2 separate regions of the Aedes albopictus genome follow, and region 1 is linked to region 2. The links are chromatin contacts, called in public Hi-C maps. All regions are on one chromosome and are shown on one strand. The core of a region is the stretch at or near the end of the contact, and the rest is flanking DNA. Distances in the headings are between cores, read along the strand shown. Region 1 holds the start of LOC109424226. Region 2 holds the start of LOC109414343 (septin-interacting protein 1).

Region 1 (4,875 bases), core at 466-2,965, 140 kb after region 2:
AAGTACTGTGCATCTGAAGACATGGCAGCCGACATGCTAACCAAACCGTTGGGAAGCGAGAAGCTGAAGAGATTCGTTGCGATGGCAGGATTAGTTGAACGTGAGCAGAAATAGCGGAAATCATATATCGAGGAGGAGTGATGAAAAAAGGGGGCGATATATTTTATCCGCCGCCCCTGCTCAACTGATAGAAGAGCTTCAGCGGAAGCGAAGAGAAAACCACCACTGTATCTTTTTCATTCCACGAGAGAATTTCAATAAAGTACGTCGTGTTATTTCACTCGTTTTCATTTCGCCACGCGTTCCGAAAGTACTATCGGGATTTCGGTCTTTTCGGGATTGTCCGCTTTGTGCCCTGTGTCCTCTGCTGGCTCCAACAAAAAAAACATATCACTTCGATATTTGGGTTCTTGCTAATTTCCGAAAGTACTATCGGGATTTCGGTCTTTTCGGGATTGTCCGCTTTGTGCCCTGTGTCCTCTGCTGGCTCCAACAAAAAAAACATATCACTTCGATATTTGGGTTCTTGCTAATATTTGACAAATTTTGAGTGCATGTGTCCAAAAATTGTGATCGGAATTTGCGCAAATTTTAACATGGCGAAAAACAAAATGGCGCATATTTTTTTGCTTGTCTGGAGTCCAAAGTAGATTACCAGAAGATGGTGGAACAAAAATTCCAGATGGGGACTATTATTCGAATTTTTATGCTCTAAAATCATGCAATTTGATTATATTTGGTATGGAAAAGGTAATCAGGTTAACCAAGATCGACCCGTAATTTGTTAAATAAGCAGATTGTTGGTTTGAACTGAAAAAAATACATGGAATATGAAATGCAAACTCAGATCGATATATCATCTCAAAGACATAGAACAGGGGGCGACACTAGTTTTTACAAGCTGAAATTAAAAAAAAAGCAGAAAAAGACGAAAAAAACGGTAAAACCCACAAAAGCTTCGCCGTCTTTTTATTTTGACTTTTTGAGGGATATTTCGACATTTTTGGGTTGTGAAAAATTGTGTCGTTCCCCTGCATAGAACTGTAAATTTCACATTTTTGCTATAAAATTAAATAAATAAGCGATATACGTTTTTTTACAATTTTTCATACTAAGTTGAACCATTTTTGATCTTTGTGCAAGGTTTTAAAATATTAAAATAAAGCTGGGGGTAAGATACAAGATCGAAAAAAATATATATTATCAATCACAATCAATAAAACATAAAAAAGAAAAGGCACGGATTGTGGTTTAAACCAAGCATCTAGGTATGGCTTTAGCATGTCATAAGAACATTATCCCAATATAATTTTAATATTCCTATCCATTCTTATTCAAAATTGCTTTCTTTTTAGGAAATTCTTACTTTCTTGACGATGTCATGTAATGTCTATAAATAATGATCTGAGTCGTATTCTCGATACCTACTTTGAAGACGATTGTATTGAAAGTAGGTATCAAGGATACGACTTAAATAGGTAATAAAATCTAATTTAAATTATCTAGGTACCATACTGATTGACTCAACATATTGGAAGAAACATTTCAGATATTTCTCACCATGCTCCTCGTTCATATGCTTTTCATAAGTAGCAACGTATGGAGGCGCGTTTAGTAGTTGTTTCACGGCACAGGCAAACAAGGTAAAGCAAAAGAACGAAGTGGTGAGTTCCGTTGTGTCAACGTTTCTCTGTCATTACACGCACTACCTAAATCACTGGTCTATCCATACTGACAGACAGACCGTTCACTCGAGCTATGTGTAAACAAGTATTGATCAACTTTTCAGTTTCGAGACTGAACCAATTATTCTTATGAAAAGTTTGTGTAAATAAATTTAGTCCTCCACATAATAAAACGATGATATCGCGTAGATTTTAGGTGTAAAGCGTAACATAGCATGCTTAGAAACGATTACGACCGGAGAAAGTTTATTTAATTGTGCCCTATGTGTAGTGAATGTCGAGATAGTATTCCCTTTAAATGGTGCATCATGTAAGTGGCGAATGGCGTATAGGTGAGGAAATCAATGAATTTAATTTTGCTTTGTACCATCAGGGATGATGACCTTCAACCGTTGAGGAGCGAAGAATGCCTTGAGCAGAACAACAATAACGTTACAGCCGACGACGAGAGCGAAGGAGCCGTGGGTGGATCTGTGGAAGCCGACGATACAGATCCCGAAATAAAGCTCGAAGAAATCGTGTGGAGCGAAGAGGAGTTCGATCGGGACCCGCATAGGGCGTGCTTTTACGATGCATATCGATCGGGAGCGGGATCGCCGGAGTTGGACGATTCGACGGAGAACGCGGGCACTACGACTCCGGAGCGCAAACCGCTGGCTCTGATGGACGACTGGGACCTGTGGGACTACATGGACGAGGAAACGTTAAAGCAACGGCTGAAGTTTCACCCGGAGCTGCTGGAGCAGATCACACGGAAGCGAAAGCGGAGAGCCGGACTGGATGAAAGCGACGATGACGATCTCTGTGCGGTGATGGAGAGGCATGCAAAAGTGACGAAGTTTAACGAACACACAACAGTTTACTAGTGTCGAATGTTTTATTTTTGATGTTCTTGGTTAACATTTTACAAATATCTATTTAGTGAAGTCCAATTTAGTATGTGTAATATTCCTAGACCTTTTTCAATTTTAGTTGTGTACTATAATCCATAATTGTAAATATATTTTTAACAATTGCTTGAAAATTCCGCATCATCATTCATTGAAAAGAAGTTAAATGAGTTGTCAGTTAAATTGGATTATTTCTTTTCTAATGGAAACATTACAACATCTAACGAGTTTTTTCGATCACGTGACTTTCATAATTCATGGAACTGTCTCAAAAAACCCAAAGCATTTTTATCAACTGTATGAAACGAGCTCACCAACAATCATGCACACTGCTCGCTTCTGGAGTAAAACGACGATTATGAACAAATTCCTGGCGAGATTTTTGAAAGATGGCTTATGGTAAGTAGGTACGCTAATAGCAAAACAAATCTTGGCTTATCTCGATGGGTGAGAAATTAAGACAAGGAATGAATAAGTTTTTTTTTCTTGATTGTAGTAAATAGGACTGTCTTTGAACATTTATTTGAAGGAATTGTAAAAGAAAAACTAGTACTGCAGTGATATTCCTTGGGCAATTCCATTTCAGATGTATTCATAGTATTCAACGTACGACATATTTTTGTTTGACATATTTCGGATTCGACATGTTTTTGTAGCTTCTTTGTAGACGCCTGTCAAATTCTGTGCTGATTCCATACGAACTATATTCTTGAAGAGTTCTCTAATAGATATTTGTCGATATTTAATGTGAGTTTTTCTAGATTTTCCTGGTCGTCTTATTATAATATTTCATTGGGTTTATTGTGCAAGGATTGCTGAAGAGATGAGGAAATTTGAGGTAAGATTGATACACGTGAAGTTGATAAACTGTAAAAATCCTATATGTATTGCGGAAGAATTTTGTATTGCGAGAACGATCAGCTTACTGCGGGCGATAAAAACGTGTGCCGCAGAATCCGCATGACCGAAACGGTGTAGATATTAGTCCTGTTCAAGTAAGTCGTACATTATTGAAGTTGCTGCATCCTGCTGTTACCTATTCGTCAACAAATGGGTAAGATCAGGATGGAACAACTTCAACAACCTACTTCGTTTAACAGGACTATTATTTTAAGCAGCCATGGCTCGAAAGAACCGGAGTCAGCTGGAATGTTACTTTTTTATGGCGCCTATTACAGGCGGAATCAATCTGTGAGTCCACCTTTCTTTGCTGGAACTGTCACACGCACACTGATGGCGCTGCTATTTGACATTTGAGGCCAACCGTTGAGGTATTCCTACACTTAAGGACAGACTTGTTTGAATCCCAACATGGCCGCCACAATGGCCGACTTTGGCACCTACTCACGATTTTGAGAGCACAAATCTCTTCGTAAACAAAACCAGCGCACCTGATCTTCTTATTTTAAGCTTGTTACGAGTGAGCAAGAACAGAATAATGAAATGCACTGTTGTGTGAAGCTTGCTTCTCGAGATTTGTGCGTTTGAAGTTCTGATGCACTGTTGAAGCGGGATTTCAAGACGTTTGTCCTTAATGCAGACACGAATGAACTCCCTTCGTTTAACCGTTTTGTGTCCGACAAACTTTTAGCCTTTTCATTGGATGTGTTAATCACCGTTAACTGATATTTATTTGTTTTATTGATGTTTCTCGGTGAGCCGTGACTTTTCGGATCTAGGAAACCGAACAGCTACCGGAGGAGTTCTGTCCCATTCACAAGAAAGGCGACCATTTGGAATGTGAGAACTTCAGGACGATCACTATTTTGAATGCTGCCTACAAAGTACTATCCCAGATCATCTTCCGTCGTCTGTCACCTAAAACAAATGAGTTCGTGGGAAGTTATCAAGCAGGCTTCATCGACGGCCGGTCGACAACGGATCAGATCTTTACCGTACGGCAAATCCTCCAGAAATGCCGTGATTACCAGGTCCCAACGCATCACCTGTTCATCGACTTCAAAGCGGCATACGACAGTATCGACCGCGCAGAGCTATGGAGAATCGTGGACGAAAACGGCTTTCTTGGGAAGCTGACTAGACTGATTAAAGCAACGATGGACGGTGTGCAAAACTGCGTAAGGGTTTCGGGTGAACTATCCAATTCATTCGAATCTCGCCAGGGAGTGCGACAAGGTGACGGACTCTCACCGCTCTGGAAGGTGTGATGCGACGAGACGGGCTCAACAGCCGGGGAACGATTTTCACAAAATCCGGTCAATTTGTGTGCTTTGCAGACGACACGGACATTATTGCCAGAACATTTGTAACGGTGAAAGCTATACACCCGCCTGAAATGC
Region 2 (5,114 bases), core at 264-2,763:
TATTACGGTGTAATTAATAAATGAAATTGTTTCATTAATTCTTATTTGATTCGTTTTTGGTTTTACTCTTCGTAACTTTATGTGTGCAATATGGAATGCAGTTATTTTACTATGGAGAACTATAAATCACTAGTTACACATACAGTATTCGTTTTCGTTCAAATTTACGGTCAAACTGTTCCCCAACCATTTGCTATACAATGAATTGTCTGAAAAAAATGGATAATATATCGACCATATTCTTTACTGTATTGCGAAAAATTTGTTCGGGAAAATGAGCGATTTTTTATGGTAACCTATCTTAACCGCCTATTCCACATACTGTAATTTGGCTGCTTACCATTTGTCAAACAGGCAAATCTGTACGTGGTATGGTTATCTTACTGTTATCTCGGATAGTTTGAGAAATGGTTGATTGACAATTGCTAATAGTCATCAACAGTATGTGAAACGCTAAATTTACAGTTAGTGATTATGCGGGAAATAATAAACTTTGAACACGAGAACAAAATCGGAATAATGGTGGATTGATCATGTTTACCATTTCCGAACAGCGTCGCGACGGCTTGTTTCACAACCGCGCTGAGAGAGGTGGTTGCAAGAAAATTGAACGCTCGTGCGTGCTGTGTGCCGGGAGTGTGTAAAGTGTGTGTTAGCTAGCTTGAAAAATAAAACCGTTTCTATTCGCACCACCTAGGGCGTTAGTGTTGTCATCGCACATTGGTAGTAAAGATTCAAATCCTTACACAACTTTTCGAATGAAATTTGTTCTAGCCTGGATGTCTGTTCTCTGTGAAAAAAAACTATGTGTGAGAGATAGTGGGGTAAAACGAGCTCAATACACTGATTTCCAGCATCGTGCGGCGAATGACACCCTCCTTATTGTCGTCGCGGTTGAAACCCGAAGTTTCCCCACACCCGACAATCGAAATTTCTCAAAATACATACGTGAAACCTAATGTCGGACGTAGTGCGCTGGATTGCGGATCTGGCCCTCTATCCAGCGCACTGTGCCCGACGTACGTCTGACACACGGTTTAGGAGAAAAATCGATTTTCGCGTGTCAAAAATTCCGGTTTTCAACTGCACGAACAATATCTGAAACTATCCACTTATCCGCGAGCGGTAATGGCGGTGGCGGGCATAACCAACCGGTTCGGATTTTGACGTTTCTTGGGGGAAAGTCAAAACAGTTTCATTCTCCCCCTCACCCCTTCACCTCGCCCTTCACCCCCCGTTCGGTGGCGCCAACCGATTGCGATCCCCAAGAAACGTCAAAATGCGAATCGGTTAGTTGTGCCCGCCGCCGCCATTACCGCTCGCGGATAAGTGGATAGAGATTAATTTTTACAGTTCGTGTCAAAAATTCATTCAAATCCGTCCATTCCGAGCAGAGATATTGAATTTATTCGCGTTTTATACCTATTTTTTCCACTGTGCAATGCTACTGCGTAGAAATATTTCAAAATCACCAAAAGTTTTGGAGCTGTCAAAACTGCTCGAATGCCATGACAGATCTGGGTAAACAAAAGACGGCGTAAAATCGATTGAAAACGCTTTTGAAACACAGTTTTCTGTAAATTTCTTTCAAAATTTCCAATTTTTGTGCATAAAGGTGAAAAATAGTATCATTTTTTCCATAAGTGACCATGGCCGACGAAGAGTACGAGCGGTTCGAGATCACCGATTTCGACCTGGACAACGAATTCAATCCGCAGCGTCGCAACCGACGTCCGACCAAGCACCAGCAAATCTACGGCATCTGGGCCGATGAGGATTCGGAAAATGAGGACGGAGGCGAAGGCTCGTCGACAAGGCGTGGTCGTGGTCGTGGCGCCGGTGGTAAGAAACCGAAGGATTATACGGCTCCGATTGGGTTTGTGGCGGGAGGAATCCAACAGGCCGGGAAGAAAAAGGTTGAGGAGAAGAAGGAAAGCGACGGTGAGGGAGAGGATGAGGAGGACGATCGGCCCCGGTTTGGTGGGGCGCCGAGTGGAACCAGCTCGGAATCGGAGTCGGAGGTGGTGGCGAGGGCAAACGATTTCCGATCGATGGCCGGATTTAGGAAGTATCCGGCGAGAAGTGGTGCGCCTTCCGTGGGGAAAGGTGTTGGAGGATGGGAACAGCACACGAAGGGAATCGGAGCGAAGCTGCTTCTGCAGATGGGTTACCAGCCAGGGAAGGGGTTGGGAAAAGATTTGCAAGGTATTGCCGCTCCGATCGAGGCTCATTTGAGGAAGGGGCGTGGGGCGATTGGAGCGTACGGGCCGGAGAAGAAGACGGCTGTGATGGATCAAAAGCAGAAGAAGGAGAAGGAAGAACCCAAGGAGATTAAGGATAAGGATATGGAGCAGCAGTGGAGAAAGGACAAGCACAAGGGAAGGTACTTCTATAAGAGTGTTGAGGATGTCATTGAGAAGGGCAAGAGGACGTACACTCCATTTGATAAAAACTCAAAAATGAGCAACGTGAAAGTTATTGATATGACCGGGCCTGAGAGTCGAGTTCTCAGTGGATACCACGCATTGGGACTGGCCAAAGTAGCAGGAGAGGATTTGTATGAATCAACAGCGACGAAGGAAACGACCAACTTTGCCCTGCCGGAATTGATGCACAATTTGAATCTGATCGTGGAGTATTGCGAGCAGGATATCATTGCCATCGACAAGCAGAAGTGCGAGGCACAAGACCGAGAAGAGCAGCTGGAAATTGAGAAGGAAAATCTAATCCGGATTACCCAGCTGGAAGAAGACTACATTCACACTTTGGAGGGAGCCCTGGACTTGGTGAAGGCCTTGGTCGAGCCGGAAAGTGGTTCAGTTTCGCTGGAAGATTGTGAAAGGATTTTCATACGAATGCAAGGCGACTTCCCCGCGGAATACAAAGAATTCGGATTGGCTGATCTGGCTCCAGGCGTTGTGGCACCTCTGATAGCAGCCTATCTCAAAGAGTGGAATCCATTCGTAGACCCAACCCGCCATCTGGACCTGTTCAAACGCTGGCGTTCCATTTTGGGATCCTCTGATACCGAGAAACGCAATCTTCTAGATCCATATTCTGGCCTCGTCTGGTCCGGTGTCATTCCCAGCATACGTTCCGCCGCCACAACCTGGGACCCCCGTCTTCATCAACCGATGATCGCCCTTCTGGACGCTTGGGCCCCGCTGCTTCCCTCGTGGATCTTAGACAACGTCCTAGAGCAGATAGTCATGAACAAACTAACCACAGCCGTCGCCGAATGGGATCCTCTCACGGACACAATCCCTATTCACGTATGGATCCAACCATGGGCAGGAATTCTCGGCTCAAAGATGGAATCCGGCATCTATCCGACGATTCGAGAAAAGCTGAGCAAGGCACTGAAGGCGTGGAATCCGGAAGATCGATCGGCCCGAGCCATGATTACGCCGTGGAAGGGTGTGATGGCTGACGAAGACCTGCAGGTGTTCCTTACCAAGAACATCATTCCAAAGCTGGAGCTGCGACTGACGGAGCTGGTGATCAACCCGCTGCAGCAGGACTTGGGTAAGTTAAGGCTTGCTTTTATATTACTTCACATATTTGGAAATTTCACTTAATACAAATTAAAAATAACCCTCCACTCACATTACTATAAATTGTTAATTTTACTTTTATTCTTTTAGAAATCTTCAACCAAGTGTGGGAATGGAGCGAACTGATCTCCACCATTCAGATGGCGTGCATCCTGGACAAGTTCTTCTTCCCCAAGTGGATCCAAACCCTAGTGCTATGGCTCAACCAGTCGCCCAATTTCGACCAGGTCACCCGCTGGTACCAGGGCTGGAAGTCGCAGTTCACCGAGGACATCATCCGTCAGCCCAACATCAAGGAAAGCTTCCGCAAGGCGCTCGAACTGATGCAGCGTTCCATCGGCATAACGACAGGTTCGTCGGCTTCAGCTTCAGCTTCCACCTCGACGGTGGAACCGATGGACACGATACCTCCGCCACCGAAGCCTCCCTCCCTGCTGGATGTTCATGTGGACGTATCGCCGACGTTGGAGTTCAAAGAGCTGGTGTCGCAAAAATGCGCCGAAAGGGGGATCATCTTTGCGCCGATGCCCGGCAGACGGGAAATGGGCAAACAGGTCTACCGAGTTGGGAAACTGTTCTGCTACATCGACCGGTCGGTGTGCATTGTCAGCTTGGACGGTGGAGTTAATTGGACGCCGATTTCGCTATCGGCTCTGATTGAAAGGGCCATTAGTGGTTAGAATATGGTAAGTGATTTGAAGATGTTTTGATTATTGGTGATTATAACGTGTATGCAGAAATATTGTTGCGGTCGATTTCAAACATCATTTTATATCACATCCAACAGGACACATTTTTTTTATTGTGATCTAATTGATAAAATGTTACGCGTTTATTACAATTATTCAAATCGGTTTTGTATAATATTCGATGCGGTATAATACCGCGAGGTCGTTATTCACCGCTTATTCCATGTGATTTATATTCAAATCGTATGAAAGAGTGGTGAATTACGATCTTACGATATTCCCCAGTCTCTTGGACTACAGAAGCCAAGACCCAAAAAAGCCGTTTTCGACCATGATTTTCCATAGCTCTGTGCGGTCGATACTGTCGTATTTGAAGTCAATGAGCAAGTGAAGCGTTGGAACCTGGTATTCAGCTGACTTGATAACTTTTCACGAACTCATTCGGTTTAGGTGACAGGCGACGGAAGATGATCTGGGATAGCACTTTGTAGGCAGCATTCACACATTTCAAACGACTGCCTTTCTTGTGAATGGAGCAGATTACCCCTTCCTTCCACTCATCCGATAGCTGTTCGGTTTCCCAGACCCTGACTACTATCCGGTGCAGACAGATGGCCATCTTTTCTGGGCCCATCTTGATGAGTTCAGCTGCGATACCATCCTTCCCAGCTGCTTTGTTGGTTTTGAGCTTGTGAATGGCATCCTTAACTTCCCTCAGCGTGGGAGTTGGTTCATTTCCATCCTTCGCTGCACTGGCGTCGTCGTTGCCTTCGTTGCCGTGTGCTCCCGTGCCTACGTTCTCCACGCCGTTCAGGCGCTGATCGAAGTGCTGCTTCCACTTTTCGATCACCTCACGTCCGTTCGTCAAGAG

The links. A called contact is a pair of places that touch in the nucleus more often than the background predicts.
Region 1: a Hi-C map of whole body shows a contact between it and region 2, with 8 times the contacts expected there. The contact joins the promoter of LOC109424226 here to the promoter of LOC109414343 in region 2. A contact is called at or near these places in 2 of 3 Hi-C or Micro-C datasets (embryo and whole body).

Annotation. Positions count from the first base shown.
Region 1 is chr2:157,172,339-157,177,213 of AalbF5, forward strand. It overlaps LOC109424226, which reads left to right and starts at 1,716. Exons shown (of 2, transcript XM_019699308.3): 1 at 1,716-1,995; 2 at 2,059-2,712. The coding sequence starts at 1,949. The coding sequence ends at 2,551.
Region 2 is chr2:157,034,336-157,039,449 of AalbF5, forward strand. LOC109414343 (septin-interacting protein 1) reads left to right here and starts at 1,514. Exons shown (of 2, transcript XM_019688160.3): 1 at 1,514-3,525; 2 at 3,645-4,285. The coding sequence starts at 1,650. The coding sequence ends at 4,234.